5 separate regions of the Mus musculus genome follow, and regions 1, 2, 3 and 5 are each linked to region 4. A link is a contact called in public Micro-C and promoter capture Hi-C data. All regions are on one chromosome and are shown on one strand. The core of a region is the stretch at or near the end of the contact, and the rest is flanking DNA. Distances in the headings are between cores, read along the strand shown. Region 1 holds the start of Igfals (insulin-like growth factor binding protein, acid labile subunit). Region 2 holds the start of Hs3st6 (heparan sulfate (glucosamine) 3-O-sulfotransferase 6). Region 3 holds the start of Caskin1 (CASK interacting protein 1). Region 4 holds the start of Cacna1h (calcium channel, voltage-dependent, T type, alpha 1H subunit). Region 5 holds the start of A930017K11Rik (RIKEN cDNA A930017K11 gene).

Evidence for each region. Promoter capture Hi-C pulls out the DNA fragments that hold promoters and counts their contacts. Hi-C and Micro-C count contacts between places; a contact is called where the count stands out from the background.
Region 1: a Micro-C map of embryonic stem cells shows a contact between it and region 4, with 2.6 times the contacts expected there. The contact joins the promoter of Igfals here to the promoter of Cacna1h in region 4. A contact is called at or near these places in 3 of 39 promoter capture datasets (hippocampal neurons, liver and pre-B cells) and 1 of 484 Hi-C or Micro-C datasets (embryonic stem cells).
Region 2: a contact with region 4 is called in a Micro-C map of embryonic stem cells, with 2.0 times the contacts expected there. The contact joins the promoter of Hs3st6 here to the promoter of Cacna1h in region 4.
Region 3: a promoter capture Hi-C map of neural stem cells shows a contact between it and region 4. The contact joins the promoter of Caskin1 here to the promoter of Cacna1h in region 4. A contact is called at or near these places in 2 of 39 promoter capture datasets (liver and neural stem cells).
Region 5: a promoter capture Hi-C map of embryonic stem cells shows a contact between it and region 4, with 2.3 times the contacts expected there. The contact joins the promoter of A930017K11Rik here to the promoter of Cacna1h in region 4. A contact is called at or near these places in 2 of 39 promoter capture datasets (embryonic stem cells and liver).

Annotation. Positions count from the first base shown.
Region 1 is chr17:24,875,685-24,881,229 of GRCm38.p6, reverse strand. It overlaps Igfals (insulin-like growth factor binding protein, acid labile subunit), which reads right to left and starts at 2,483. Exons shown (of 2, transcript NM_008340.4): 1 at 2,406-2,483; 2 at 1-1,277. The coding sequence starts at 2,421. It overlaps Gm41549 (a long non-coding RNA gene), which reads left to right and starts at 3,161. Exons shown (of 3, transcript XR_876682.3): 1 at 3,161-3,234.
Region 2 is chr17:24,751,208-24,756,672 of GRCm38.p6, reverse strand. It overlaps Hs3st6 (heparan sulfate (glucosamine) 3-O-sulfotransferase 6), which reads right to left and starts at 3,685. Exons shown (of 2, transcript NM_001012402.2): 1 at 3,175-3,685. The coding sequence starts at 3,587.
Region 3 is chr17:24,486,866-24,492,902 of GRCm38.p6, reverse strand. It overlaps Caskin1 (CASK interacting protein 1), which reads right to left and starts at 4,120. Exons shown (of 20, transcript NM_027937.2): 1 at 3,840-4,120. The coding sequence starts at 3,933.
Region 4 is chr17:25,430,050-25,436,018 of GRCm38.p6, reverse strand. Cacna1h (calcium channel, voltage-dependent, T type, alpha 1H subunit) reads left to right here and starts at 2,236. Exons shown (of 35, transcript NM_021415.4): 1 at 2,236-2,549; 2 at 2,833-3,149. The coding sequence starts at 2,851.
Region 5 is chr17:25,950,908-25,956,764 of GRCm38.p6, reverse strand. A930017K11Rik (RIKEN cDNA A930017K11 gene) reads left to right here and starts at 4,200. Exons shown (of 3, transcript NM_001358019.1): 1 at 4,200-4,774. D630044L22Rik (RIKEN cDNA gene D630044L22 gene) reads right to left here and starts at 5,293. Exons shown (of 7, transcript NR_152187.1): 1 at 4,007-5,293.

The DNA.
Region 1 (5,545 bases), core at 1,234-3,733, 560 kb after region 4:
TGCCAGGCTCTGTTCTTCGATGCTGGAGATGCTGTTGTCCCGGAGGAAGAGCCTGCGCAGCCCTGAGAGGCCGGCGAAAGTGTGCAGGCGGATGCGGCCCAGGCAGCTGTGCTCCAGGTGCAAGCTGTGCAGCCTGCCCAGCCCTTGGAACACATGCTCGGGGAGGCTCCTCAGACAGTTGCCGGAGAGATTCATAACAGCCACGTTGAAGAGGCCAAAGAAGGCGCCCACCTTGACCTCATGGATCTGATTGTCATTGAGCGTCAGTACCTCCAGCTGCCCCAGGCCCTCAAACGTCTTCTCACCTAACTGCCTGATACGATTGTGGCCGAGCTGCAGTTCCTCCAGGAAGTGTAGATCTTTGAAAGTACGCGGCCGCAAGCTAGTGATGGCGTTGTGTGCCAGGCGCAGGACATGCAGACCCAGCAGGCCAGGGAAGGTGTCCTCCAGGAGGCCAGCCACACGGTTGTGTGACAGGTCCAGCCAACGCAGTGCCTTCATGCCCAGGAAGGCACGGGGGGCCACAGCTGTGATGAGGTTGCGGTCCAGGTAGAGCTTCTGCAGCCGGGGCAGATGTATAAAGACATTAGCTTTGACGCTGCGGAGAGCGTTCCTGCTCAGGTCCAGCTCCCGCAGCTCGCCCAAGCCACACAAGAGCGCAGGCTGCAGGTAAGTCAGTTTGTTGCCAGCAAGCACCAGCTCATGGAGGTTGCCCAGGCCCTGGAACACCGTGTCAGGCAGGACCACTAGGCTGTTCCAACCCAGGTTGAGGTCCCAAAGGTGACTGAGGCCCCGGAACAGCCCTTCTTCCAGCCGGCCCAGGAGGTTGTTGCCCAAACTGAGTGAAGCCAGACTTGGTGTGTGTCTGAACAAGCCTGCAGCTAGGCTCCGGAGCAGGTTCCGTTCCAGGTGCAGATGGTAGAGATTCTGCAGGCCCAGCAGTGCCTGTGGCTCCAGGCTCCTCAGCCAGCTGCCCTGCAGGTTGAGGAAGTCTAGGCTGGACAGGTTCTGGAAGGCCGCTGAGGGGATGGAGGACAGGTTGTTTCCGTCAAGCCACAGAGCCCTGGTGCTGACTGGGATGCTATCGGGCAGCTGAGTGAGGTTCCTTGAACTGCAAAAGACGCTGAGCTCATCTGTGTAGTCATCATAGCTGCAGGTACAGGTGACAGGGCACTGGGGGCCCTCGGCATCTGCTGATGCTCCAGGATCTGTCCCCTGCAGGTAACAGGGGCCCAGTGCCACCCAGAAAGCCAGAAGCACCACCAGGGCTGGGCTTCCTGTGGGGAGAAGGGTTGGCAAGGAGATGCCCCCAGGATATGAACCAAACCCTGGGCTTCCCTAACCCTCAGCCATTGTAAGAGATGGCATCCACCATCCCACTTTGATACTAAGCAAACACTGGTGACAGCCACGTCCTATCTTTTGAAGCCACTTCAATTTCCCAGACCCTGGAACCAGCAAGTGGTGATCCCCGTCGCACTGCAAGGGCACAGAGGGCCTGGGTCTCCCACATCACCCTGCTCTCCAGGCAACCTGGGCCCTGGCCACTAGGCAGGCTGTGTCCTCTAGGGTGTACAACAGCCAGGCTGAGAAACAGAATCGAAGTGCAGTCCAAGAGCTGACTCTTGCAGAATACTTGGGGATATAGACCCAGGTAGCATATTCATTTGTGGTCCTCAATGGCTAGGCAGCAAGCTGGGCATTCCCTGCCTGTTGGGCCCTCATATGGGTGAAGCGTGCCTTATTTGCTCCCCATTATATGAAGGCTATAACCCTTACTGGTAGAAGAGTGGGGGTCTAGAAAACCCCAACTGTCCATTCAACCAAGCGTCAAATCACATGAACCCAGCTAGCACCCCAACTTAATCTGCCTCGGGTGTATGCTGAGAACCCCAGATCAAGTTGGGAAGAACGACACTGTCCCGCACCTGCGCAGTTTGTATCTGGTGTGACTGTGTAACGGTGGTTTGGAAGTGGGGGAAGCCCTAGGCATTGTGGGAGCACACCAATGGCAGACGAGGAAGAAGACATTTTCCCGTTCACCCAGGGCCAGGCCCTTAAGAGAAACGGTAGCCAGAAGGATCTCGGGCTGTGTGCAGCATACCATCTCAGCAAGCTATGAGACCAGAATATGGGGAGCAATGAGCCCCATTTCTGCACCTTGCGCCCAGGGGTGAGGTACTTGTTTCTTCTGCCTACCCTGCCTTCATCTGGCCCTTTCCCACAGTGCCGCCACCAAGGGGGAAAGTAACCGAGACCCTCCGGTGCCAGGAATTGTATCCAAGACCCAACCCAGAATTCCCACCAGCCCACCCTGAGTTAAGCCTACTGCGGCTTCTCCCAGAGGGCTCTGGCTGAGGACCAGCTACCCTCAGAGCAAGTGGCAGGGGAGACGGATTCCTCACCTGTTCTCAGAGCCATTGTTCCTTGTACAGAGCTGGCCGCAGGCAGGCAGTGAGCAAGGGCCGTCTACAGCACAGGCTGCTGCCCAGTGGATTTCCCCACTGCCTGTAGCTGGCAGCCCTCAGCTGGCCCTGCCCCACACTCTGGCTCCTTTAACCCTCTAGGGCTGGGCAACAAGTCTCAACAGAAGCTCCTCTGGATGCGGGTGGTGCAGGGGAGGGGCACTTTGTCCGCCCCAAAGTCTCGGGGATTGGGGGGCGGGGGAGCAATTGAAAGCCACCTCTGCTGGTGTTGGAGGTAGAGGCTTGGTGGAGTAGACCTTCAGGATTGGTGCTCAAGGTAGGTGTAGGGGGGGCCCTGTCTCCCAGTAGGTTCAGCTAAGGTGAGGGAGCTCGGGGGTTCCTGGGAATTCCCCCCACTCACCTCTATACGGAGCAGATGGCTCTGTCAGGCTTAAACAGTTTGCCCTGTTTCCTAAGGCCTTGCCTATACTTCTCGAATGCTCTCTGACCTGGGGTTTCTTAGGCCTAAGTGGGCCCACCATTTGTGCCTCCCAGTCCAGGGGTTTGTCTAAGGCCCAGTCTCAGTCTTCCTGTGACCTCTAGGTCAGCTGACGGCTGGCTACCGCCCCTCCCCCAGGGCCTCTTCTAGGAACACCTGGCAGAGCCACCAGCTACCTCGTGTTTGCTCTCCCCAGCACAGTCCTCCTAGAAAAGGGTTGGCAGGAAGACAGTGGGGCACCGCAGCCTCAGGGGCAGAGCCAGTTTCTGCTGGCCTCCACAGTATGGAGGGCCTAACAACCTACTACTTCCTTGTGTACAAAGACCCCAGGTAAACATGCTGCCCCAGGGGGAGGCAGGAGGGCCATGTGTGGGGCCCTCAACCTGGCCCTGGCTCCACTCACCCTGCCGGAGCCACATCTCAGCTTCCTCCTCCAGGGCCTGAAACCTGTGACCTGACGGACACTCCAGCCAGTCCTGCCTGAGCTCTGTCCCTTTGCCCTGCCCGGGATGGGGGGAATGCACACGGGAGGGGCCAGGCAAGGCAGTGCTGGGTTTCAGAAAGAACAGCTTCTCAGGGGCTTGGGGGACATTGGGAGCCATCTCTAAGCAAGCAGAGGAAGTAGGCAGGTCTGGGAGGGTCAGGGGCTGTGGCTCCCACCATGCCTCCCCATGTCTAGGGCATTTTCCATGTTATTCCTCAGCCTCTTTTCTGAGAAATTATAGATCGGCAGGGAGGGAGTCTCCGCCCAGAGCCACAGAGCAGTTTACACAGCAAAAGTGCGGTCTCAGCAGAGCTGCGGGGCCAGTAGCCAGCCTCTGCTGAGAGCAGGGGCCAGCAGTGCCTGAGTCCCTGTGGGCCCTGCTGGACTAGGATCTCTTCCTGTCTCCAAGCCCTGCTTCATGTGGTGTGGAAGCCTTGCCAGGCTTGCTTCACCCAAGCGAAGTGCTGCCACCACACCACACCACACCACACAGGAACACAAGGCCCAGCCACTGAAGAGCCGTAACCCCCGACAACTCTGCTATTCTATCCAGGGTTACCTCCTGGTGCCTTCCCTGGGCCCTGTGTCTAGCCTGGAATATGCCAACAGACAGAGCCTATGTTTCTTCAGGCATCATCCAAGTGAAATGCAGCCATCATGGTACAATTGTCCTGGCTGGACACTCAGCGCCTCCCTCCGGGACCACACCCAGTGAAGCTGTGAATGGTGACTTTCGAGGTCTGAAGGGCCTGTGAGTGTTTCTGTGGAGGCAGCACTTGAGTGTCCACAGGGAAGTGTATGTCCTCCCTAACACTTCTATCCCTGTACCTCGCTGACTGGTAGATGCCTGCCTGTCCATTGTTCATTGTTTTCTGGATTTCTGGTGAGGCCAAACACGCTGAAGCTGTCCAGCTACCAGACACAGATTGTGGATATTTATTGGTTCTTCAAGATAGGGTTTCTCTGTGTAACATCCCTGGCTATCTTGGAACTCACTTTGTAGACCAGGCTAGCTTCGAAATCACACAGATCCTCCTGCCTCTGCCCCCCAAGTGCTGGGATTAAAAGCATGCACCACTACTTGGCTCTTTCTTTTTCTTTTCTTTTCTTTCTTTCCCCTTTTTTTTTTTTTTTGACAAGGTCTCCAGTAGACCAAACTAGCCTCGAACTTGAAATATTGTAAAGGATGGCCTTAAACTCTTGCTTTTCCTGCCTCTACTTCCCAAGTGCTAGGATCCCAGCCTGTGTCACCTTGCTGAGGCTGATTTTACATTTCTGTGACAAGACCTCACTGTGTAGTCCAGACTGGGCTCAAATTCAGGATGATCCTCTTGCTCCAGTCCTCAGTACACTGGGCTCATAGCCATCCACCACCCCCGGCTAACCCTTCACAGCTTTGAAATGTCCTTTGATTGATCAAACTAGAGTTTTGAGTCCTGTTTACATTTGGACCTAAACATGTTCCCTTTAGGTACTTTTATAATCTTTTATGTCGCTTTCCACAGTTCACATTGTATCATCTGCCACACTCAGGGAGAGCTCAGGTTTCATTCTTTCCCTGCCTCAGCACCAGGGTCAGGTGCGCCAGGCTCTCCTAGCCCCAGTCACTGCTGCTCCTACCTGGATCCTCAGAGCTGGGGCTTTCCACTGTCTTCTGTGCAGCTGCTGGTTTTACAGGCGTTACCATACATGCTGACGTCTAGGTAGAGGGGTGAAGAACCCAGTGAGTAACCGGCTTGACTTCTCCAGACTGAACCCAGTATGTGGTGTCTTCAGTGACGGGGCCTTACTGTCAAGCTCTGGATGGTAGCAAAGGGTATTGGCAATAGCATAGAATGCTTGGGTATCTTTGGGGGAGTTCTCTCTCTCTGTCTCTTGGTTTTGTGGTTTTTTTCCAAGACAGGGTTTTTCTGTGTAGTTACGACTGTCCTGAAACTCACTATGTAGACCAGGCTGGCCTTAAACTCACGGAGATCCATCTGCCTCTGTCTCCCGAGTGCTGGGCTATGGGGCCATATTGGTCAACAACCCACAAACCCACCCCTGGTACTGGAGTTTTCATTTGCTAGCAAACAGTATCTAGTTGGGGTGTTGTGCTCTTTAATGGGCAGCTCCATTAAAACTAATTGTTTTAATTTATGTGTGTGAGTGTTTTGC
Region 2 (5,465 bases), core at 2,436-4,935, 680 kb after region 4:
AGAGAGAGAGAGAGACCTTCAGCAAAATGACTGTAGAACACTGTAGTAAATAAGCAGGCATCTTAAGACTGTGAAGGAATAGGAAGTACCCAGGGGAAATGATAGGCCTCAGGCCTCCCCTGACCCACCTGAAAGAGGGGATTCCACAGAGCTTGTGTTCCCAGAGCTCCTGTCCCAATACTTGTACAGTCAGGACACATGTTGGAACATCACCCAGCCACTGCCAGGAAAAGTTCAACAGAGTACAACTCAAGGTCTGCAAATCAGTCCCAAGCCCTCCTGCAAACTTACCCTCCCTGAGCCTCAGAAGCCTTGCCTGGTGAGCTTGGAGAGAGAAGACCTATGTGTCTGGAGGGTGTGAACAAGCAGAGCGGAGCTCTGTCAAGTAGCTCCATGAACTGTACCTACCATTGTGCTCACCCCATCTGGTCTGCATTTCTCCACGGCTCCCAGACAGCCTGAGACCACACCCCGTTTGCCCAGCCCCTCCAGCGCACCACCACAACCTCTATATCCCACACCTCATTTGGGCCAGATCCAAAGAGCCCAGGGAAAACTGGTTACAGATCCTATCCCAGTGTCTGAGAGTGTTAGGGAACCAAGTCTCCAGCCACAGAAGCAAAGACTATTCCCAGCCCCTCCTCCTGCATACCGTGACATCCCCTCATATGGACTGACCCATTAAACCCCGGGAACCACAGGGCTTCTCCTACCTGTGCCCCTTCTTACCTCCTCTTGCTTTTCCAGAAAATATGACCTGACAGACGTCCCAAACCTTAAGATGACCACTCAGTGAGTAAGCTAACTGGACTAGTAAATGTTGCAGGATTTTGAGTGTGGTCAGGGCCGTGGCCCCCAAGATGGAAGACCCTTAAAAAGCCCAAGAAGCTGAGGATGTAATTCAGTTGGCATAGGATTTGCCCAGTATGCACAGGGCCTGAGTTCAACTCCTAGACCTGCATAAGAACAGCCAAGAACTGGGTATGGTGGCACAGGCCTCCATCTCTTTTTGAGTTTGAGGCTGGCATGATCTACACTGCAAGTTCCAGGCGAGCCACAAATGCAGAACTGGGACCCTGCCTCAAAAACCAAATCCCTTTGGGTGGGTGGCATGACTCAGCAAGTAAAAGCCTTTGCTGTGCAAATCTGTTGACTGCATTCAATCTCCAGATCTCACAGGGGGAAGAGAGGAGATTCCTAAGAGTTAGCCTCTGACCTACATGTTCTTGTCAGCATATTCATTCTCTCTCTCTCTCTCTCTCTCTCTCTCTCTCTCTCTCTCTCTCTCTCTCTCTCTCTCCACACACACACACACACACAAAGAGAGACAGACAGACAGACAGACAGACAGACATAGTGGTACCTATAATGAAGATATCTGTAATCCCCTGCACTGATGAGGTGTAGCTAAGGGGATGAGAAGTTTAACCATCCATGGCCACACTGAGAATCTGAGGCTAACATGTGCTACAAGAGACCCTGTCCCAAAAGTAGCAGCAACAAAGCCAAAGAAATAATGTAATGGAGAAGCAGAGAAGATAATAGTTGTGCAAAAAGCAACCCAGGGCCCCTCTGCTGAGTCCAGCAGATACACGGGTCACTGCCTGAATGAGGCAGATCACAGCCCAAGATGAGCAGTACCTCCCCAGTGGCTGCTCCTCTCCCACCTCCCTCCCTCAGCCCAGGTCCTGTGACTGGAGATACCACCATGGTATCAGGTGGTAACTTTCAGAGGCTCAGTGCATGCATGTGATGGGTTGAAGGGACATTACCTGAGAAGCTGCCACCAGAGAGCTATAGCCAAGTGAAGAAGACACTAGGCTATACAGTCCCGAATCCCAGACAGGCCACTTAGCTTACTCCACACTTCTGAGCAAATCCAGAGCAGCAAACCACAGAGGATAACCCTGAGTAGGGTGGGGCCTCGGGTCCCTCCCTTCCCCAGCATCCTCTGCACACTTCCACATGGATCCTGAAGCTGTGCTGTGTCCTGAACGCTCCCTCCTCCCATGCTGAGAACATCAGTGTTCCCGAGAACCTCTCCTCGGGTAGTACTGACCCTTAGAGGTCTCGAGCTTGTTCTCTCCCAAACCCGTTAAGACCGGTCTTAGTGCAAAAGGCAGAGTTAGCAAACGGGAGTACAGAAGAACCCGGGAAACAGTCAGTGTGCCACCCGCACTGACTCTCCAGGTTATCATGGCTCAGCTCGGGCTTGCAGAAGAGGCAAGCCAATATAGCCCCATTTCCCTACATGAAGGAGCAGGGGGCCCTCGATGCCTGCAGGAGGCGGTGGGCGGAGCCTGTGGGTAGTCACACCAGAAGGGAGGAACCAGAATCTGACCATCCACCAGGACATACTGCTGTACCTGGGGTAGTGCTCCCCACATTCCACTGCTGCATCCCAAGTCCTCCTGTATGTAGAAAGGACAGCTACAGAAGGGTGTATTCCAGTCCCCACCCTTGGGCTAAACCAAAGAGCAGAGTCTCCCTCCTCAAAGCCCAGACCTAACTTTCTTCAGACTCCAGCAGCTATAGAGGGCTCCCTGATGCAGGGTGAGGGAGAGATTCTTAGGGGTGGAAAGGCACTTTCTAGAACACTTCTGGAAACCTGGAGGCCCTTCCAAAATATACTTGACTAGTGGTCAGATAATTACCAGTACTTACCCAGAGTTATAGCAGGGAATGGACAGACACGAAGGGATGATAAAGTGACTGAGCTCCAAGTATCTCTAAGGCTGCCAAGTAGCTCCACCGGGATTATATTGATATAAACCATAATAATATATGGATATATATTAGTAGCTTAGTGGTAGAATACTCGTTTAGTACATTTGAGGCTTCAGGTTCAATTCCCTGACCCTCTAAAAAGGAAAGTCTACCTGCCCAGTTATCTCACTCGCTTGAAACTACTTTCAAGATAGGATCATGCCTCGCTGAGTCCCTTGGCCACCCAACAGGAGAACAGAGTTTTCTCTGAGATTTTCTAATTCCTGCGACCCTTGGCTATAGATGGCCTCTCCTTCGAGGGTCGCTGTGCCCAGGAAATCAAGGCTATTTCCCTAACAGGCTTGTTTTAGACCCAGTGCCCAGGATTCTACCCTACTCATCCTGGGTTCTAAGAAAGCACAGTCCAAGGCACACACCGACGAGGCGCGGACCAGCAGGGACGCTCACCGGTACCAGGCGAGGCCGCGATCATAGCACCTGTCGAAGAAGTGGGGTTCAGAGCCAAGTGCACGGACGTCGGGGTGCAACCGCAGGAACTCCAGCAATGCGCGCGTGCCGCCTTTCTTCACACCCACAATGAGCGCCTGAGGAAAGCGCCGGCGCCCCGGGCCGCTGGCCACCGGCAGGCCGGGTGCTCTCAGACGGAGGGAGGTGTGGGGCGGCTCGGCGGGTGCAGGAACCGGAGCAGGGGCGCGGGCGGCAGGTGGACAGCGGCCGGGGAGGGCGAAGAGGCAGTAGGCGCTTAGCAACAGAACTACGAGCGCCAGCGGAGCACGGAGAGCACGCAGTGCAGTCCCCTGGCCCGTCCCCGCACCCTGGAGGTCACCGGCCCCGCCGCCCAGGCCACCGCTACCTGCCATGGGGTCGCTTCGCGCTCAGGCTCGGGAGCGGGAACCGCAGACAGGTGCGCATCCCGGCTATAGTGCGTCGCCCGCTCAACCCCAGGGCGCCCGGCTTCTGGGTTGAGCTCCGCAGCCTCGCAACCCTGGAGCCGGAGAGGGGCGGGGCGGGGCGGGGCGGGGCGGGGCGGGGCGGGGCGGGGCCGAGACGCCCCTCCCCAGCCCTCGCCTGGGACTAGCGACTCCAGCTAACTTCCAGAGCGACCAGGAGCTATCCCAGCTACCCCAACACTCCTCCTGAGCTGGTCTCCGGTTCGCTTGGCTCCAAAGTCTTCGCTCTTACACTACGGGAATGCGTGGCGCGGAGGGACACAAGACTGGGCGAGTGGGAATCCCCGTTCTGTCCTTTAAAAGTCTATCTCTGCCCCTTTGGACCAGGGCGACAGGTGTGCGGCCTCAGCCCCTGTTTCCCGGAGCCAGGGCCTCATCACCGGAGGACACCGTGTCCAGGAATCGCCTGTGCAGGAAGGATGGAGCCAGGCATACATCCGGCGCGGAAAGGGTCCCCATGCATCTTTGAGCCTGTGACAGGAATGCTTGTTGCATTACTTGCCAACAGTCCACCTAGCCATTCATTAGGGTGGGAGCCCTGCCCTGTGGAGAGAGCTTGTCCGATAGTCGGGCCACCATTTTAAAGTCCTTGTATCAAATAGAGCTGGCCTCCCCAAGATGTCAGTGATCCCTTCGGGAAATTGCAAAGCGGTGACACGCCCCCTCGCCCCCCAGGAGTGAAAAGGCCTGTACTAGGAGGCAGGGGAGGCATCTGGGTTCTGTCTGTGGAGCTTCCTCTGAGCATAGTGAGATTCCCGGGGCCCTCACATGTGTGAAACCTACCAGACACTGCAGAAACTTCTCACCCACCCACCCACCCCCACCCCACCCACCCACCCCCACCCCACCCCCGCGCCTCCATGTCCTGTTCCTGGCTCACCGAGTCTACAAAGCTGCTTACTAGGAATGCAGAGGAGGAAAGACTCCATCCAGGATGCCGAATAAGTTGCCCTGACCAGGGAAAAGGTAACGGCGCCTCTTCTTTCTGCCTCTGTCCGACTTTCCTGGCTGCCCAGTCTAGTCCCTGCCCCAGTACCCTTACTCAGCCTCTGCCCTCGGCTCTGTTTATTAATCAGCAGTCCGTGGGTCTCATGGCATCTGAACAAGTCTCACACTGCAGGCTGCCTCTGAGGGACAGAAAACTCCAATGACCCACAGACATTTAGTTCCCACCCTGAGGGCAGCTAGGTACAAGGGGGACATGCACCACCCAAAACTAGTCCCAGACACCAGAGCTACATTTGCTTGTCAGGGCAAGCTGGTGCCAGCAGCCCTGTGGGCGGGTTTTTAGTCCAGCACTGTCTGGGAAGCATGTTAGTACATGTAGGGACCTAGGAAGTTCTTCTTCGGATCTAGCTGTAAATGGGATTTGTTGAAGACAAGCTGGTTCTCCTCTGAGCACTCCCAGGGAGGTCCCATACTGCCCGATTACACCTTCACAGTCTGAGTTGTCACCACTTGAGACTTAGTCCCTGGTAATCCCCCCATCTCCTCAGTGCTGGCTAAGTTCCTACCTCCTGCTGGTGATTTCCTCTGCAGGATGCCTTTCCACAGGGCAGAAGACTCTCCAGGAGACACTGGCCCGGAGCAGCTGAGAGTTTGGAAGCTGACTCTCTTTCTCCATCTTCCCTCTGGCTCTCTTGGCGGGAAGGGGTACAAATCTGGAGATCCCCCTGATGGCACCCATTCCCAAGCTCTCCAAAACTCCTAACATGGTGCTGGCATGCAGAGACTACTCAATACATACTGATTAGAGAGGAGAGGGTAGAAAAGGCATTCTGGAGGTGA
Region 3 (6,037 bases), core at 2,871-5,370, 940 kb after region 4:
AACAAAAACCCACAAGCAAAAGTGTTGGATCAGATGTCCTAGAAACCCTTCTGGGCTACTTCACTGGGATGGTGGCTGAGGCTGCAATGCCTTGTGTGATTGGCCCTTGCTTTTGCTTGGCCTCTTCCCTCCCCTCTGTTTCTGTTATCCTTACTCCAGCTGTGCAGCAGCCTCCCAGATGTCCCTGTAACACGTAAGCCACAATGGCCACAGGGCCTTTGTGTGACACCTCCTTCACAATCTTCAGGTCTGTCCAGATGTAGCTTTTTCTCTTACCTAAAATATCACCCATCCCTTCCTGGGTTAGTTCTATCTTTTTGCCTAGCCTTCATCACCACCAGTGTATCACATCAAACTTCTTCTTGGCTTTGTGGTTTAAAACACTGCCCTCTCCATCCTACATGTACTCCTGTCTGTCTATCTTTGGGGCCAGCTTCATAGGTAGGTGACCTGTGCAGTTACTCAGACAGGCACCCTTCGTTAATACTTTGACTTCAGATAAGGGCACTTAGCATCTCTAGCAGGCCCTGAAAATTATATATGACTGGGCCTGCTATTGTTCCCTGCTGTGAACTGATGTCACTGTCCCATGGCACCAGGGTTATGCTCAAGACACTTTCCCCGTTCTTCTCAACCATAATGCAGTCAGGTCTCAGAGTCTCCCAGGCTTCCCAAATTCCTGCCCTCCCTCCACCATAGGGCTTCTGTGCAGCCACAGAGTCAGGTTTAGGGAGTGGAAAGCCCAAGCAAGCTGCTTTGAGGTCAGACAAGCAGAAACCAAGGTTTTGGAAGGGTATGGAGGTCAAGACTCAATGCCACGGGGTGGGGAGGGGGAGGGGGAGGGGGAGTTGAGAGGAGGAGAGAGGGAGGGGGAGGGGAGGGAAGGAAAGGAAAGGGGAGGGGAGGGGAGGGGAGGGGAGGGGAGGGGAGGGGAGGGAGAACTAGATCAAGAACAGGTCTGTCAGTGCATGCCTTCAATCCCAGCACTTAGGAAGCAGAAGTAGATGGCTCTCTTGTGAGTTCAAGGCTAGCCTGATCTACATAGCCCCAGTGAACCAGTCAGGATTACACTGTGAAACTGCTTCACAAGAAAATGAATTAAATTTTTTGGGGGGGAAGGGGTTGGTTTTTTTCGAGACAGGGTTTCTCTGTATAGCCCTGGCTGTCCTGGAACTCACTTTGTAGACCAGGCTGGCCTCTGCCTCCCAAGTGCTGAGATTACAGGCATGCACCATCACTGCCCAGCTCCTTTCACTTTTTAGTAGGTGTTTGCATCAATACAGGACACAGGCATGGTATGCAGCTTCATGGCAGAGAGCTTACTTAACATTCGTGAAGCCCTGGATTTCATCCCCAGCACCACAAACCTACACAAATAGCCTACAACCCTCACCCCTGTTTCTTGTGACCCCCCCCCACCCCCGACCTCAAGCTGCTCTCCAGAGACCAGTTTGAGGTCAGATCTAAACTCTAAGTTAGAAGGGAATTTAAAAACAAACAAATACACAGATCTCACTATGTTGTTCTGGCTAGCCTGGAACTCAATATGTAGACCAGGGTAGCCTAGAACTCACAGAAATTCTCCTGACTCTGCCTCCAAAGTGCTAGGATTAAAGGTGTGTGCCACACAGCCTGCTGGAAGGGAATTCTTAATGGGCCAAGGAGTGAGTGTGTGTGTGTGTGTGTGTGTGTGTGTGTGTGTGTGTGTGCGCGCGCGCACATGATTCTTCTGGGAATTTCTACAGGGTGTCATCAGCCTGCCTCAGAGAGGAAGGCTAGGCCACAAAACTAGACAAGGACCCCTCACCAGCAGCAGAAGAGCAGCCCCCTACCAACATCTTCCTTCCAAAGTTGTCTCTTTTCCCCTCCAGGACAACCGCTAAGTGAGCATGCATGCGCAGGCTCCCTTGGAGCCACAGGGTAGGGAGGGAAGAGCTGGGCACCCAAAAGGGCTCAAGAACAACTGTGGGAAAATCTCTAGGCTGGACTGGAGACCACATCCTCTTTTCTGTTTTGTTTTTGAGACAGGGTCTCTATAGCTCACTATGCATTAGACCTAGCTGGCCTTGAACTCACAGAGATCTGCCTGTCTCTGCCTCACAACTGCTAGGATTAAGCCTAAGTGTATCATTACGCCTGGCTGGTGTGTGTATGTGAGGGGGAAACCACACTCTCAGGATACTTATGGACACCCCTCACCCCATGGCCCAAACTCCAGCTGTACTTTGCTAAATCAAAATACTTCTTACTCCAAAGCAGGCCAGCGTTGCCATGACAACTGAGCTAATTCATGGAGGGATTTCTCTGTCTGATTTATTACACCGCCCCTCTGACTCAGAGACTACAGACAGAAGGGGCAAGACCGACAGGTGCCTCTGCTGAGTCCACATCACTCCAAGGCAGAGGTAGGGACCCAGGCAGAGATGACAACCCTCTCTCCTATCCATGATGGCCAAATGGAAGGGAAGAGGATCCCCATATTTGTGGTTCCCACTGGCTGCCAGCAGAAAAAAGCCAGCTCCATTAGCATTTCCTGAACTGGAAGTAAGTGTCTCCTCTTCATCAGTCCCTTCTTAGTGCTCTCAGGATGCTGTGGGGTGGCAGGGACCACAGATGTTCCATCCTACAGATAAGGCCATTAAGGCCTAGAGAGTCAGGATGACCAAGGACACAGGCCACTAGGTGGAAAGCTGTGCCTTCCTCTCTTCAACCTGCCTCTCCCTATGAAGCTCTTCCACTCTCAGCCTTGAGGCCCTAAAGCCAGCTCTAGTAAGTGGAGCTTCCCAGGCTGCCTGTGTGCCCTGGAGGCACCAGTGTCCTTCCTCCAAAAGCAAAGTGGACAGGAGCCACTCCAGACGGTCCCGTGTCTCAGCAGCCCCCTGGAGAAATGGGGCCCCCTCCCCGCAGCTTACGATGGTGGGTTGGAAGTGAAAGCACCCAGGTCCCATGTGTTGACCTGCAGTGCCTGCACAGGTGCCCTGACACACTGACACGGTCATACATACACAGCTGCGCACTTGGCTAGTCCACACGCCCATCAATCCATCTCCAGAGGCCCCTAGGGAGGCTCTAGGATGAGCAGGGTTGAGAGCCAGAATCAAAGCTCCAAGCTCCGAGGCCTTCCCTGGACCCCCAGGGCACAAGCTAGGAATGGTGTGGGAGATCCATTACAGATCCTTGGCCCCCTTTTCCAGCAGAAAAAGCCAGGGACGACCAAGGTCTGCAGAAGCCTGCAAGAGCCTACAGTCCTTATCCCCCAGGCTGTCCCTGTCTGAAGCCCAGCCTGCCCCAGGGCTGGGCGACCTTGGGCGCCTGTGTTTCACTCCCTCATCAGTAAATGGCCCCCACTGGCCATGCCTGGGCAGCCACACCCCCAGCGTGGTCCCCCACCCCACCCCTTTCCCTGCAAAGCGTGTTATTAAACATAGGGTGGGGAAGGGGTCTGACAGAGATTGCTAGCCTCTGGTCGCCCCTCACTGCAAGGGCCCCTCCCTCTCTCTACAATGTCTCTTGGGGGGTGGGGGGAATCCGCCTCGCCCTTAAAAGCACAAGTAGAAATCATCAGCCTGCAGCCTGGAAAGGGAGGAGATCCGAGGGAGGATGTGATCGCCAGCGGCCTCAGGGACGGTGGGTGCCGCAGGTGCCCGCAGGGGGCTGGGCGGACAGTTCTGCGCTCGTTGCCGCCCCTCCTCCAGAGCTAGGGCGAGAAGGGGGGCGCGGACCAAGGGTCTGAGCGCTCCTGGCCCCGCCCCACCCCGGGAGACCCACAGCATCCCTTCCTCGCCCTGCACCCCGGCGGGGTGGGCCCCGCCCGCGCCCCGCGCGCCCCCCGCACTCACTGGCCTTCCCCGGCCGCGGCCTCTGCAGCAGCCTCTGCGCGGTCCCCACGTCCTCCGCCTTCACTGCCTGCACCAGCTCCTGCTCCTTCCCCATGGCGCCGCCGGGCCCGCAGCGACGCGGCGCTTGGTGCTCTCGGCGGCTCAGACGCAGCAGCGGCTCCGCGTCTGCGATCGCATCCTTTCCAGCCCGCGCTCCCTGCGCCGCCCGCCGCCCAGCGCCCTCCGTGGGTTCGGGCTCGGGCTCGGACTCGGGCTCGGGCTGGGGTTTCGGGCTCGAACTGGGGCTGGGGCTCCGACGCGGAGGGACGGATAGCGCGTCACGGGCGGGGGGCGGCCCAGGGGCGGGAGCCGGCGGCGGCGGCCGGCACCCGGTGGCGCGCCGCGTCTGAGCCGCCTCCCGGACGCCTGGGTCCGCTCCCGCGGCCGCTGACCTCCGTCAGCCCGCGCCGGCCGCGCGCCTGGCTCCGAGGCTCCGCCCCCGCGCCCGACGCCCCCTCCCCACGTTTGGGTGCGCGGGTCAGGCTAGGCCTCTGCGGACAGCGGGGAACCGAAGACGACAGCCAGGGACAGAGGACGGTGCGCAGGGGGGCTGGCCACCGAGCACCGGCACGGCGGCGACGCAAGCCTAAACCTAGGAGAGGTTTCTCGAGGCTGCGGGACCTGAGGGGGAGGGACTCGGAGGCAGTGGGCGGGCGGGAAGCCGGGCACAAGTGCCACCGGTGCCGGCCCTCCAGAGGCTGTCAGACATTTCTGGCCCGTGATTCCTGTGGGAGGTGTTGAGAGATTGCGAAGAGGAATCTCCCAATAATGAATTCGGTGTCAGGGAACCCGTACCCCTCCTCCCCCCAACTACACCTTCTTCCCAGGCAGCCTCTGGCTTCCCTCCACAACAATGCAGGATGACTGTTCTCCTTCGAGGACAGCCTGGAAGGGAGCTTGGCTTTGACACTCTCATCATCTACTTGGATATAACTGTCTATATCCACCAAGAAGTATCTTAACCTCCTGTCCTCAGCACCAATGAAGGCCCAGCCTCGTCCAGAACCATTCTAGTCTAGCCCAACCTAAGCAATCTCCTAGCACGGGTTCCCAGTCTGCATCTCTGCTTGACCAACACCTCACCTTTCTCCTGCCTGCCTGAAGGCTTGGGCTGCGCCAGGCCTCCTCTGTTGCCTGCAGCATTATGAACACACAGCAGCTGAGATCCTTGTCTTGAGTGAGGTTCTGCTCCCTCGGCTTCCTTATTACAAGCAGGAGCAGAGAGCATCACCCAACCCAACATTACAGTGGAGAGAATTCGGTGAGGGTTCACATATGCACAACCAATGTATTATCATGGAATTCTGATCATGATAAAGTCATGAGGCTCGAGGAATGAGCCTAGGTCTTCTGATATGTGGTAGGCTCTCAGAAGAGGTCTCTAAATGTAAAAATCCTTCCATTGGACCATTAGAGTGACTGATTCCTAGTTAGTCCCAGGGTCCGGTGTTGTGCTGGCCATTTGGGATAAAGCTGAGCTTACCGTCTCCATTTTACAGATTGGAAAACAACAGCCAAGGACTAGAAAATGCTTTGCATTCCTGTGTAGGTGCTACAGGCCCCCAGGTCTCCAGGTTATAGGTCTGGACTTAGAAGCTACATTGGTTCCTGTCTCTGGTCTTCCGGTCTTCCTTACACTAGTTGTATCACCCTGAACTGCTGCTCTTTCTGTCTTTCTGAATCTCTCTTTCTTTCTTTCTTTTTTTTTTTTTTTTTTTTTTTGGCTTTTGGCTTTTGTTTTTTTGAGACAGGGTTTTTCTGCATAGCCCTGGCTGTCCTGGAACTCACTCTGTAGACCAGGCTGGCCTCGAACTCAGAAATCCGCCTGCCTCTGCCTCCCAAGTGCGCGATTAAAGGCGTGCGCCACCACCGCCCTGGCTCTTTCTGAATCTCTTATCTACCCTCCCTGTCAAAGGTGGGTAAATAATGTGTCCCCTTCATCTATGCCAGGGTTCACTGTGAAGTTGTTCACGCAGTTAATCCAGGATATAGCAAGTGTCCAATGCACAGCTGCTGCAGATATTGTGATATTCTTGGCCCTTGCTGCAGGGGTTCCAACTGTATTCGATCCATCTTCACATGGTACCGTGCCAAGCACGCAGGAAGCACTACAGAAATAAGTAAATGTATAAAAAGAGAACTGCTATTATCATGGCTGC
Region 4 (5,969 bases), core at 987-3,486:
CCAGGGACAGGAGACCCTGGAAGGGCAGTACAGCAGATCCCCGGAAGGCTTGATAGAACAGGAGACATTGGAAGAAGTCCCCTAAGGTTTAAATCATAGTGTAGGTGTCCCTTCAGTTGGTCCGTGGCCGGCTTTGGGTCCTGCTGGCTGTGGGAATGGCTCAGTCAGACATACACACCAAGTCCAGGGCCCTTCCCCTTCTCCAGAAATGTGAACAGCAGAATGTAAACAGAGATGGGTGAGAGATAGCCCTCAAGTCTAGGGTGTATGACGCTCCCTCCAGGCTCCATGGGGCCCATAGTAAACCAGCTCTGGCCCTCTCCTTCCATCTTCCTCTGCAAGGATGCGTTCTGCTCTCCTGAGTCCTCTCACTCAGCCATCTCCTGATTTCCAGAAGGCCTTTGCATAGGGGTCTTGAAGCTGGAGAGCTCTGGGACCCTGCCTGTTTCCTTGTCCTCCAGGAGCCATCTGCCCTTGGCCAACAACTATGTTTCCTTCCTCGCCCCACCCCACCACTACACACACTTGTTCCTGGCCTGCCCTCCACTGGAGTGAAGCCCCCAAGAACAAGAAGATGTCCAGTGTCCCCTCCAGCGGACCTGTAGCTCCAATCGGAGCCTGGCACCTTATCGGTCTCCAGCTAGCTTTCAAGCAAAACACCACCTTGCACTTCATCATAACCTTTCCGAGGGGTTGGAGGAAAGTGGCAGTGCTTGCCAGCCATCTGGTCCAGGACCCCGCGTTGGCATAATTCGCCTGCTTGTCTATGCTTCACTCAGCTGTGTTCAAGGCTCAAGGCTCTTCCTGATCCCTCTCCTGGGTGGCTAGGTCCTTAATTGCTCTTTGAGGACCTTAATTATGGGCCGCAGCCACCCACTGGTAAGTAGGAGCATTAAAATAGAGTAAATGTTTTTCTTTTCTTGAAAAGTTCACATATACAAGACAAGGTGCTGTTGGGCCCAGGGGCCTGCCCTGCCTGGACCGACAGGCAGAGGACATGGTTCTTGTTCTCCACCTCCTTCCCCAGGCTGTGCCCTTCCCAGGCTCAGTGGTGAAATCCTCTTAGAATCCCAGAACCACATATGGGAAACTCCACTTCTCTGCAGCTCACCCTGCCAGGGCTCCATCCAGGTCTGAGGTTGCTATGTTGCTCTGGCCCTCCAAAGAGCCCAGCTACCCCAGGGCAGAGGGAGGCTGCTCTTTGTCTAGGACAGGAATGGTTTTCCCCAATAACAGGGCCTGAAGGTGAAAGAGCCCCTTGTTGGTTGAAATTTAAGTGGATGTACACCTAAGAGCTGGAATTTTATGGCCCTAGTGTGGTAATTGTGAGAAAGTAAAAAAATCCCTGCATACCTCCAGCGGGAGAGGGGGGGAACAGCCCCTCTGCTCATGCCTTCATGGGACAAGGGTCATGCAACCACTGGAGTATGAAAGGAGATTCAGCGACATGCTCAGGATATACCCTCTGTGTGCCTTGGCGGGTGCTGGGAGGCCCCGCTCGGCTTGTACTCCTTCTCGAGGTTCTTCCAAGAGCCCCAGTCCCCAGGAGAAGGGGGAGGGGGATGGGCACCGGCAAGTTTGCGGAAACTGGGAGGAGTGTGGGGGAGCTGCGTACCAGAGTACCCGGACTGCCCCAGGACAATTGGTGTCGCGTCGCGCAACGCGCCCCACGTCGCCCACGCGCCCCAAAGACACTGGCGCCCCGGCACACCCAAGACACACGCGGTGGGGGAAGGGCACGCGCCTCGCGGGCATGGTCACGGCGTGCCTCCCACGCCTGCTGAGCCCCGCCCCCTAGCCGACCCTAGCAGTGAAGAGAAGGGGCGGCGCGCGAGAAAAGGAGGGGGTCCCCGCCGGCTCCGCGCCCCCGCAGTGGGGGTGGGGAAGGACGTTGGCGCCGCTTCCCCCGCCCCTCGTCCAAGCATCCCTGCGAGCGCCCCCTGCTGCCGTGCTCTCCCGCGAGACAGTATGGGGCGGGAGGAGAGGTCGGGGAGGGGGGCGCGGACCGGGTTCGCCCAGTCCTGGACTTGGGGCTGGCGGCGTACCGGCACGGAGAAACACGGACCAAGGGATGTTGTGGGATAGCTTACGTCTGGGTGGGGGCGGGCCGGGCTGATGACCCCCGCCCACTCTCCGTCCCTATCTCGGTCCCTGAGGGTCGCCCCCTGCCCGCCCCGGCCGCGTTGGCCCCGCCCCATGGGCCGCCCCCGCCGCCCCGCCTCCCCGCCACTGCTCACTCCGAAGTTTCCTGCGCTGTGCGCGGACGGGCTCCAGGGCTCGCTCGCTCCCTCTCTGGCTCGGCCGCGCCCCCGGCCCGTGCCTGCGGTCCGCGCCCGCCCCGCCGTGCATTTAGCGGTTTTCCGCATCGGGACACCGTTGCTGCTGCTGGGCGGGCCGGAGCTAGAGCTTCCGCGAGAGCTGGTGCCGGGTGGGCCGGGGGCGCGGGCCGAGGAGGCGATACTGGCCCAGCTCCGGGCTCTGGACTGGGTCCCCAGTGACAGCGCCGCCCGGGCTATGCCCACAGGGACGCCGCTGGCCACCGGAGCGAGGTGAGATGCGGAGGGTACGCGCGCTTACTGCGCGCCTGGGACCCTTTGAACTTGAGCTCTATGGGCTCGGAGCCCCTAGGGCTCCCGCAACCCTTCGCCTCGGCCTTGGGGGTGGGGCTGCCAGGCTTTGCTGGCGGGAGGGGGCGGGGGGCGCACTTGTCTCTAATAAGGAGAGACAAAGACATCCCGGCGGCCGCGGCTGTTCCCGCAGCTCCGCTCCGCCTGAGGCGGGGCGGGGGCGTCGTTCCTGGGCCAGGGTCACCGCCTGCCCCTCTCTCCGCAGGTGCTGCCCTCTGCCACCATGACCGAGGGCACGCTGGCAGCGGACGAGGTCCGGGTGCCCCTGGGCGCTTCGCCTTCGGCTCCTGCAGCGCCGGTGAGGGCTTCCCCAGCGAGCCCTGGGGTGCCGGGGCGCGAGGAGCAGCGAGGATCCGGGTCGAGCGTGTTGGCTCCCGAGAGCCCAGGGACCGAGTGTGGTGCGGACCTGGGCGCCGACGAGGAACAGCCCGTCCCATACCCCGCTCTGGCTGCCACAGTCTTCTTCTGCCTCGGGCAAACCACGCGGCCCCGCAGCTGGTGCCTCCGACTGGTTTGTAACCCATATCCTTACAGGGTTGGCAGGGCGCTGGGGACTGGGGTGTGGGACTCCTCTGCGTACGTCCTGTGAACCCGGCTTGTGGGATCCGGCGGGGGCTCTGGGTAGGGGTGCTAGGGCGGCGTTCTTCTCAGAGATGGTAGGGTTAGCCTGTGGAATCTGGGTTCAGAGGCACCTCGGGACGGGAGAGTATGAGCAGAAGCGGCGAGGATGCCGCCGGTGGAAGGAAATGAAAGGTAGTTAACTCCAGGAGTCCTACTGGGGCGGGGGATGGGGGGAAAGATGGGAATCCCCGCCTTCTTAGCTTTCCAAAGGAAACACCTGAGCCTGTGTGAAGACCCTCGCTGGAGTCTGGGGGCCGGAAAGGGAGAAAGTTTCCACCTGCTCATTGGCGCTGTGTGCCGGGCAGGGCTGCTCCCTGGTTCTCCTCGAAGTGACGTTGGTTTGAGAACTCACTTTTCCAGGCTGAAGTCCGTTCAGGGGCTGATTTAAGTCACGCACAGCTGGGTGTGTGTGTGTGTGTGTGTGTGTGTGTGTGCAGGAGGCAGCTAGCTTTGACCCCGAGCCCCTTCACCACAGTTGCCTAGGTCAAAAGGAAGGGATTGTGACTTCTTTTTCTTGGCCCCAAGGCCACAGACTTTCACTGAAGCTTCCAGAACAGGGTTGGGTCAGTACTGGCAACATTTCTGGGGTGCAAAAGAGGCTTTTGGCCCCAGAACAGGTGGCCTTTTAGGGCTCTCCCTGATAGGCTTGATAGTCTCAGAGGAGGGGCTGAAATGATGCCTGGTAGTGCGGCCACCCCCACCCCCAGCAACTGCTCGGAACTGGTCACCAGGGCTGGGTGGGTGGAGGGCCGAGGGGAGTTGACATGGGCCCATAAACACTCTTCAGCGGAGTCCGGGACAGAGGCAAAATGAGCAATGTGTGTATATGTTTCTCTACCTTGTGTGTTTAACTGTATAAATATTAAATACAAAAGAGAAATCTGTACCAAAAAAAGTAATAAAGCCCATGTTTTTTTTCACTCCAATCCAAACACTGGGTGAGTCAGTTTTCTCTGCTTGTAAAGGAGGGTGGTCCAGGGCTGTGCTTGGGCTTCACTGCCTGCTGTCTTTGTCCTTTGCAGTTGATGGTAGTGACTGCCCGTGGTGGGCATCTTCTGGGTTGGCTGGCCCTCTGTGCAGGAGCAGGGTGACCTTGTGTGCCAGCTGTCAGTTTGTCCCCTCTGCGGGATCTAGACTGGGAGGTGACTGGACCACTTGGTTTTGGTGATGAGATTGTATGGCTGGGAATAGTGATGAGCCACCGGGCAGTGCTACTGTGGACCTTGGGGAGGTGGCAAAGACCAGCCCTGTGTTAGTGCCTGAATTTGTTGTTCTCAAGCTGTACAAAATAGGAGAAGAGCGAGTGGACCTAGACTTGGTCTCCTGACAGCCAGGATGTGGCTACACAGGAGTTGGAGGCTGAGCCTGGTTCTCCGGCTGCTGTGTCCCTGGGGACTTCTAACAAGGTTGTTTGTGTTGCTACCTTCAGAGAAGGTGGGGATGGGATGGCTCTCGTAGGTAGACTGAGCCTTCAAGGACTGTAGAGCTAACGTTGCCACCTGGTCTGAGCCGACTGTGTGGTCTAAAGTGGAAGGTGCCCTTGTAGGTCTAAGAGAGACTCGGGTGTTATCAGGCCTGGAATAGAGGGCAGGGGGGTGAGCAGAGCTCTCAGCTGAGGAAGGAAATGCCAGGCTGTCCCTACAGGTAAGAGCACGAAGGGGAGAAAGGTAGATCTTCGCTCTCCAGTACGTCCCTGTCCTGGAGCTGCTGGCAGGTTCCAGGAGGCCTGCCACACCCCCATCTTCTTGCTGTTGTCTGCCTCAACAGTTTGATTCTCCTACTCCTGAAACCCAAGGATTCTGCAGATCCCCAAGCTAGGGAGATGCCATGTGGGGAGAGCTGGTTTTCCAGGTTATTTGGCCTTGTCAGCACTCTTGTATCTGTCCAGTGGGGTGGGTTCATTAGAGCCCTGGCCACATGGGGATGGGTCTGACCCTCAGCAGATGCTAGGCTCTGAAGTAGGGGTGTGAAGCTGGGCCTCAGGGAGATCCTAAAATAAGCTGCACGCCTGGACAGGCGGGGGGATCAGCTTACTGGGGAAGCCCGTGTGGGCCGAGGCTTCCCGAGCTCTTTCTGTTCCTCATTCCTGGGAGGTGGTGGGGGTGGCTTTGTATGAGGCAGGGGAGCCTGGTGATTGGCATGACCAGGATTTTACAAGGACTATGTGGTGCCCTGTGGCTAGAGAGCGTTTCCTGGGCCTCAGTTTCCCCTGCAGGTAGACAGCGTGTCAGCGGGACCTCCTGCCTTTCCCCAGAGCAGGGAAAATCAGATTTGCTCTGAGAAGCAGCTGCTGGCTCCCAGCAGATGCCTGCCAGTCATAGCTGGGCTTCTATTGGCTGTTGGAGCAGAGGGAAGTACTTTCTCCCAGTCTCGGACCTTTCTGGAACTTCATAGTGGAGGTACCAACATAAACGTAGTCCCAGTTCTCCATGGATGGTGTCTCCCATCCCTGTGGCAAAGGAGCCTCCAAGGACAGCCTTTGTCTTTATTGATTTAGTTCCCTCTTTAAAAATACAATCGGGCTGGAACTTTTGGGGAGAGCGCTGTTTCTCCTACACAGGCTTATTTATAGAGGAAGGTGGGTGGGACCCGTGTGTTGTAGCCTGCTCCGCTGGGTTATGTTCTGCCCCGGCTCCCCCACCCCACCCCAGGCTCCTGACCCAGAACTGCCTGCAGTGCAGCTGCCTGCCCCAGCAAGGGAAGGTGGGGCCTCCCAGGGGT
Region 5 (5,857 bases), core at 2,951-5,450, 520 kb before region 4:
AGCTCCCAGCCCTCTTCTACCTGCCTGGGGCGCACAACAGCCTGGTGTGGACCCCTGGCCACCACCCACAATCAATCAGGAGGTTCCTGATGACCAACCAGAAATTTCCTGAACCCCAAGTTAAAAGGGGTGCCCACCACAGGGTTCATTCAGTGAAATTGTGGGGACTTCAAAGCTGAGGCCCAGCTCTTGGATTACTCCAGGAGTAGTAAAAACCCTAGTGTTGAGAGCAGTAGAGGGCCTAAACATAGGGACAGCTCACAGGCCCCCCACTGCCCCACCCGCCATCCTGCCTGCCATTCAGGCAGGGAAAATCATCTGTGACAGGCCCAGGAAGGCTGGCCCCGGGGGCCGCAGAGCACCGCACACAGCTCCACTTCCCAACATATGGCTGCTGTCGGCCCCAGGCACTGCTCAACCAGTGCCAGGCTCAGAGACCGGGTGGGGGCCTTGGCAGCCTGAGCTTGTCCCATCCACCTGGACAGGCCGGCTGCTACCTCTAAAGGAAGAAGCCCCTGTCCAGCTGGAATGTTCCCATGCTCCCATGACACAGGTCCCCAGCACACACAGGCCCCCAGCATATACAGCCCCCAGCACACAGCACACACAGGCCCCCAACACACATAGGGAGTTTACAAACATCACACACACACACAAGACACCTGGCTCAGATCCTCCAGGGAATATTGGAGTGTCACCCATCCAGTTTCCCAGGACATAGTGGTAGCCCTTTTCTAATCCAGGTTGTTGAATAAGCCAGCATGTCCAGGAATAGATGACTCAGACCTCCGGGAGAAGACTTCCTAGGTTTCTCTATGGCCCCTTTATTGGCCCCACCCACGTCGTCCCCTCCACAGCCCTATGTAGTCTCCAGATCCTGCTGCCTCTCCTATACTGTGTACTCCTACACTGCAGCTTTCTGGGGCCATCAAAACCTGCAATCTCCAGCTGGTACAGAACTTCAGGCATGATCCCATCTCTGCAGTCAAGTCCTCAGCCTGCCTACAGTCCCCAAGGACACTTTGAATGTACAAGAGAGATGAAACCCCAAAGATATCTTTCTCTCTGGAAGGGCGATTTCACATGGACTCTAGATGTCTTGTGCTCATAGGGTACAAAATGAGCCGTGGTGTGGCGCTCTGTGACACTGACCTCCTCTAGAGCTTCACGTTAGCTGTCAGTCCATGGAGTCCTCTGTGCACAGGCTTTAGACCCTGTTTAGCTCAATCCACTGTCCCTCTGCCCATGGTGAAATACTAGCCAGTCCAGCCCCTACATGTTTTGCTGAGGGAGTGTCTGAGACAGTGCAGGGTCCAGCTCACAGCCCCCAGCACACACAGGCCCCCAGCACACAAAAGCCCCCAGCACACAGCACACACAGGCCCCCAGCACACAAAAGCCCCCAGCACACAGCACACACAGGCCCCCAGCACACACAGGCCCCTAACACACACAGGCCCCCCAACACACACAGGCCCCCAGCACACAGCACACACAGGCCCCCAGCACACACACGCCCCCAGCACACACACGCCCCCAGCACACACAGGCCCCCAGCACACAGCACACACAGGCCCCCAGCATATACAGCCCCCAGCACACACGGGTCCCCAGCACACACAGGCCCCCAACACACAGCACACACAGGCCCCCAGCACACACGGGTCCCCAGCACACACAGGCCCCCAGCACACAGCACACACAGGCCCCCAGCATATACAGCCCCCTGCACACACAGGTCCCCAGCACACACAGGCCCCCGGCACACACAGGCCCCCAGCATATACAGCACACAGCACACACAGGCCCCCAACACACACAGGCACACAGCACACACAAGCCCCCAGCACACACAGGCTCCCAGCACACACAGGGCCAATGCTAACAGAGGTGACAGGTGGGCAGCCATGGGCAGATCAAGCTGAGGTTAGTGACTGAAATAAGTAAGTCTCCAGCTGAGGGTAAAGGCAAAGCCCACACCAGGAAAGAATACCTGGTCCCTGTCCTAGTGAAGGACCTAAGAGTGGCCTAAGACTGGGGGGGGGGGGGGCGGGGGGTGCTCTCTACTCTTGAGCAGAGAGGGCTGCTGCTTAGGGAATGTGGGCAGGGTCTCAGGTTCAGACTGACAAGCAGAGGCCGGGTGGCACACGCCTTTAATCCCAGCACTCGGGAGGCAGAGGCAGGCGGATTTCTGAGTTCGAGGTCAGCCTGGTCTACAAAGTAAGTTCCAGGACAGCCAGGGCTACACAGAGAAACCCTGTCTCGAAAAACCAAAAAAAAAAAAAAAAAGATAACAGACTGACAAGCAGAAACACAAACACAAAGCTATGGGGCCTCAGCCACCCATCAGGAGGTATGGCCATCTCCTAGAGCTTATGGTCCCCAACTCCCAAAGGGTTGGATAGAAGGCCCAAGAAGAGTCCTCGTGTGAGGAAGGAGAGGAAAGGGCAATCACGAAAGGCTGTATGTGCCTGCAAGCCCCTTAGGCAGGAGGTGGACGACTGTCAGACACACACTGTCAAGCTCTCCAGACCTACATGAGCAAGCCCAGAGCTCAGGAGTCTAGGAAGCACAAATATATCTCCAGGGGAAAGATATCTGCCTGGAGAGATGGCTCAGTGGTTAAGAGCACTGACTGCTCTTCCAGAGGTCCTGAGTTCAATTCCTAGCAACCACATGGTGACTCACAACCATCTGTGATGGCATCTAATGTCCTCTCCTGATGTGTCTAAAGACAGCTACAGACAGCTACAGTGTGTACTCATATGCATAAAATTAATAAATTATTCTTTAAAAAAAAGAATAGAAAAATACCTTGAGGTTGTTTTGGGTTTTTGGTTTTGGCTTTGTTTGATTAGGTCTCTTCCTCTCCTCTCACTCAAATTTCTAAAAAGGCCTATAAAAGGTGGTACTGCGGGGCATGTGGGCCCTCCACTTCCCTCCCACTTTTCCCATTCTGGATATCTATCTGTCTCACTTCTCCGGGCCTCCATAGAGCTGGCCTAGGCAGTGATCATCCCTAGGGCTGTCAACCTCATAAGTGAGATGCCACATGGCAGACCTCTTGGTTTCTTCCACAGGCCACAGGCTCAGTCACCTGAGCTACACCGGGCTTTACTCCCTGGATGCCAGAGCCAGGCCTCCTCTGGACAGTGGTCACATCCTCCAGCCTGCCCCTATTGGCAGACAGCCTATTCCCTAATTCCCAAAAAGAGGATCGCTAGAGTACAGAGGTGTCCTTGAGAAAAGAAAAAGGGCCATGCCTAGTGTCCCTACTCTCCTTGTCTCACAGTGACCTGACTCTGCACTCATTTCTAGTTAGTGCCCATGAGGAGCTGGTCTTCTGGCCCTAGGACTACTGGCACAGTGGCCATTCAAGCTGTCTCCCGGCCCCAGGCCACCTGCATGGTCAGCTGATTAGCTGAGCCAGGCAGGCAGAAAGGAGCATGCTGTACAATTCATACGTAACACCACTTCCAGCTCTGGATGTCCCTCAGTTGGGAGTGGGCTGCCTTTGAGGAAGGTGGCATGGAGACAGAAGGAAACTAGACTGGAGAGGCCCTGCTCCTTAACCGGCAGTAACCTTTGAGCGTTGGCCAACAGCTGAGCCCTGGCCATTATGTCTGCCACACAGACATGGGACCAGAAGTACTGATGCTTGTTGCCCTGAACCCTATGACTGCCCTGTGTACCAACCCAGAATCCCTAGAGAGATTTCACTTCTTCCACAAATCTCAACTGGGGAAATCCTAGGAACCAGTAGTGAGCCTGGACGAGCCTTAGGGTCCCAAGAGTCTTTGGACCTCAGCCTCCACAGGGCAAGCCTGGGGCAACAATCACCCTTCTATGCTTGAAAAACCATGCAGCACACCTCTGGGCTAAGTTATCCTCCCCAGTCACAGGCTGACTCCAGAGAGACGGACAGAGACAGACAGACACACAGAGACAGAGAGAGCAGGAGGGAGGGAGGGAGGGAGCCATGCCCACATGCACCCCTGGAACTCACCAATTACAATTACGCAAATTTCCCTGGGATCTGGCTAGAAGTGTGAGCCCAGATTTTAAGTTTTGACAACCCAGGAGCAGTTCTGGCCATGAAGACATTACAGGGAAGGGAGTTCCAGCATTCACTGTGTGCTCGGCATTCCAAACCCTCCTGGGTCCTTTGTCACCCCATAGCCCTTCCAGGAGAAGCCACCAGTGGGGATGAGGCCCTTCCGATAGTGGGCACTGGCACTGGATCTCCTAAAGCAGGGAGGAACCTCTTAGGACGTGAAGAGTGGGGGCTGGGAATGGCAGGATGTATCCAGGGGTAGGGGTGTCAGTGCATAGTGACCATCAGCGGGTAGAGCAAGGGGTGTGGGAGACGCCTCCTGTTTGGAGTAAAAGAACTACATAGGCTCCCTGGCTTGCCCAGTGGAAGCTGGCAAGGAGATATAGACTCCACCGCCTGAGCTCCGGGCTTTGGCCTCTCCTAGTCCGCTCTGGAGGCTCCCTGTCCTAGGGTTCAGCCCCAAGGCCCTGATTTGGGTGGGCAGGCGGCTGTCAGGGGCCAGAGCCCTGACTGATGCGTGCTGACGCCCCCTCTTGCCGCTGCGGGGACCCGGGAGACTTGGCTGCCTCTACGCACCCCCGCGGCAGCCTGCAGGCGTCGGGGGCGGGGACGGTGCCAGGCGCCCCTCACTCGGCCCCGCACCTGCGCGCCACTCCAATCTCTTGCGGCACTGTGGCGGGTCCGGCCTCGCTCCCTCCAGGAGCAGTCCCAGCGCGTCCGGTGAGTGCGCAGGGCAGTGTGCTAAGAGGTGGGAGTCGTCTGCGGCTGAGAGTGTCCCGCCTCCCGCGCCCAGCCCGGTCGGAGGTCGCTGCGTTTGGAAGCTCGCGCCGTGGCGCACGCGCTTCTCTGCCAACTTTGGTGGGCGCCTGCGAGTCGGCGTCGGGGAACGCGGGAGGAGGCGGCGGCGCCGTGGAGTTGCCGCCGCTTCTAGCTCTGGACCTCGGTTACCCCGCGGTGTTCGCAAGTAGGAAGTTTGACCCTTTGCCTGGCGCACATTTAGCAGACGCCGCAGGCTCGGTTCGGCGGACGCGGTAAGGTGAGCGGGCGGCACTTCCCGCGAAGTTGGGGCTCCGGCTCTGGACGGATGCATAGAAAGGGCTGCTTGTGATCCCAGCACCGTGAGGGCTCGTCAGGGCGGCGCCCGCAGCGGGGAGGCAAAAGAAAGGTGTTGGGGTCCCAGCTATCCTCTTCAGCTCCCGCGCTCATCCCTGTAGGACACTGAGTCTCAAGAGGGTCAACGGATAGGTGGGCTGGCCCTTCCAGCTATTAGTTTTCCAGACCAGGCACGCAGCCAGGGAACCCATGCCAGGTCATTAGTTGGGGTTGGGGCTGGGGCCGGGCAGGATGAGTGTGCCTTTGTGTATGTGGGGGCTAGTGTAGGGATGTGCCCTGTGTTGGACCAGTGCCCAGCATCCTCTGGGTCTTGGAGAGGTCAGCACCTCGGGTGCCTGGTCTGGAGGGAGGCACAGGAGGAGCCCCAACCCCTGGATCCAAGGCCCCAGAAGGACCACCTAGTCCGGGCTGGGAGGTTAGTTTAAGCGGTAGCACCAATCCGCACAGCTGTGTGGCTCCCAGGGCTGGGTGATCGATGGCCCCTGCACAGACGCCTCTGTTGCCTGAGCACACATGCCTATCTGTCATCACATCTTGCAGAAGGGGGGCGGGGGTGAGGTGGCGGGGGGGGGGGGCGGGATGCAGGCAGAAGAGACTGCTTGTATACATGCCAAGTCCAGGCTAGATCTGCAACCCTCCAGGGGGCCCCTGACCCTTTCCTGAGCCAGCATCCACCACCCAACCTTTGAG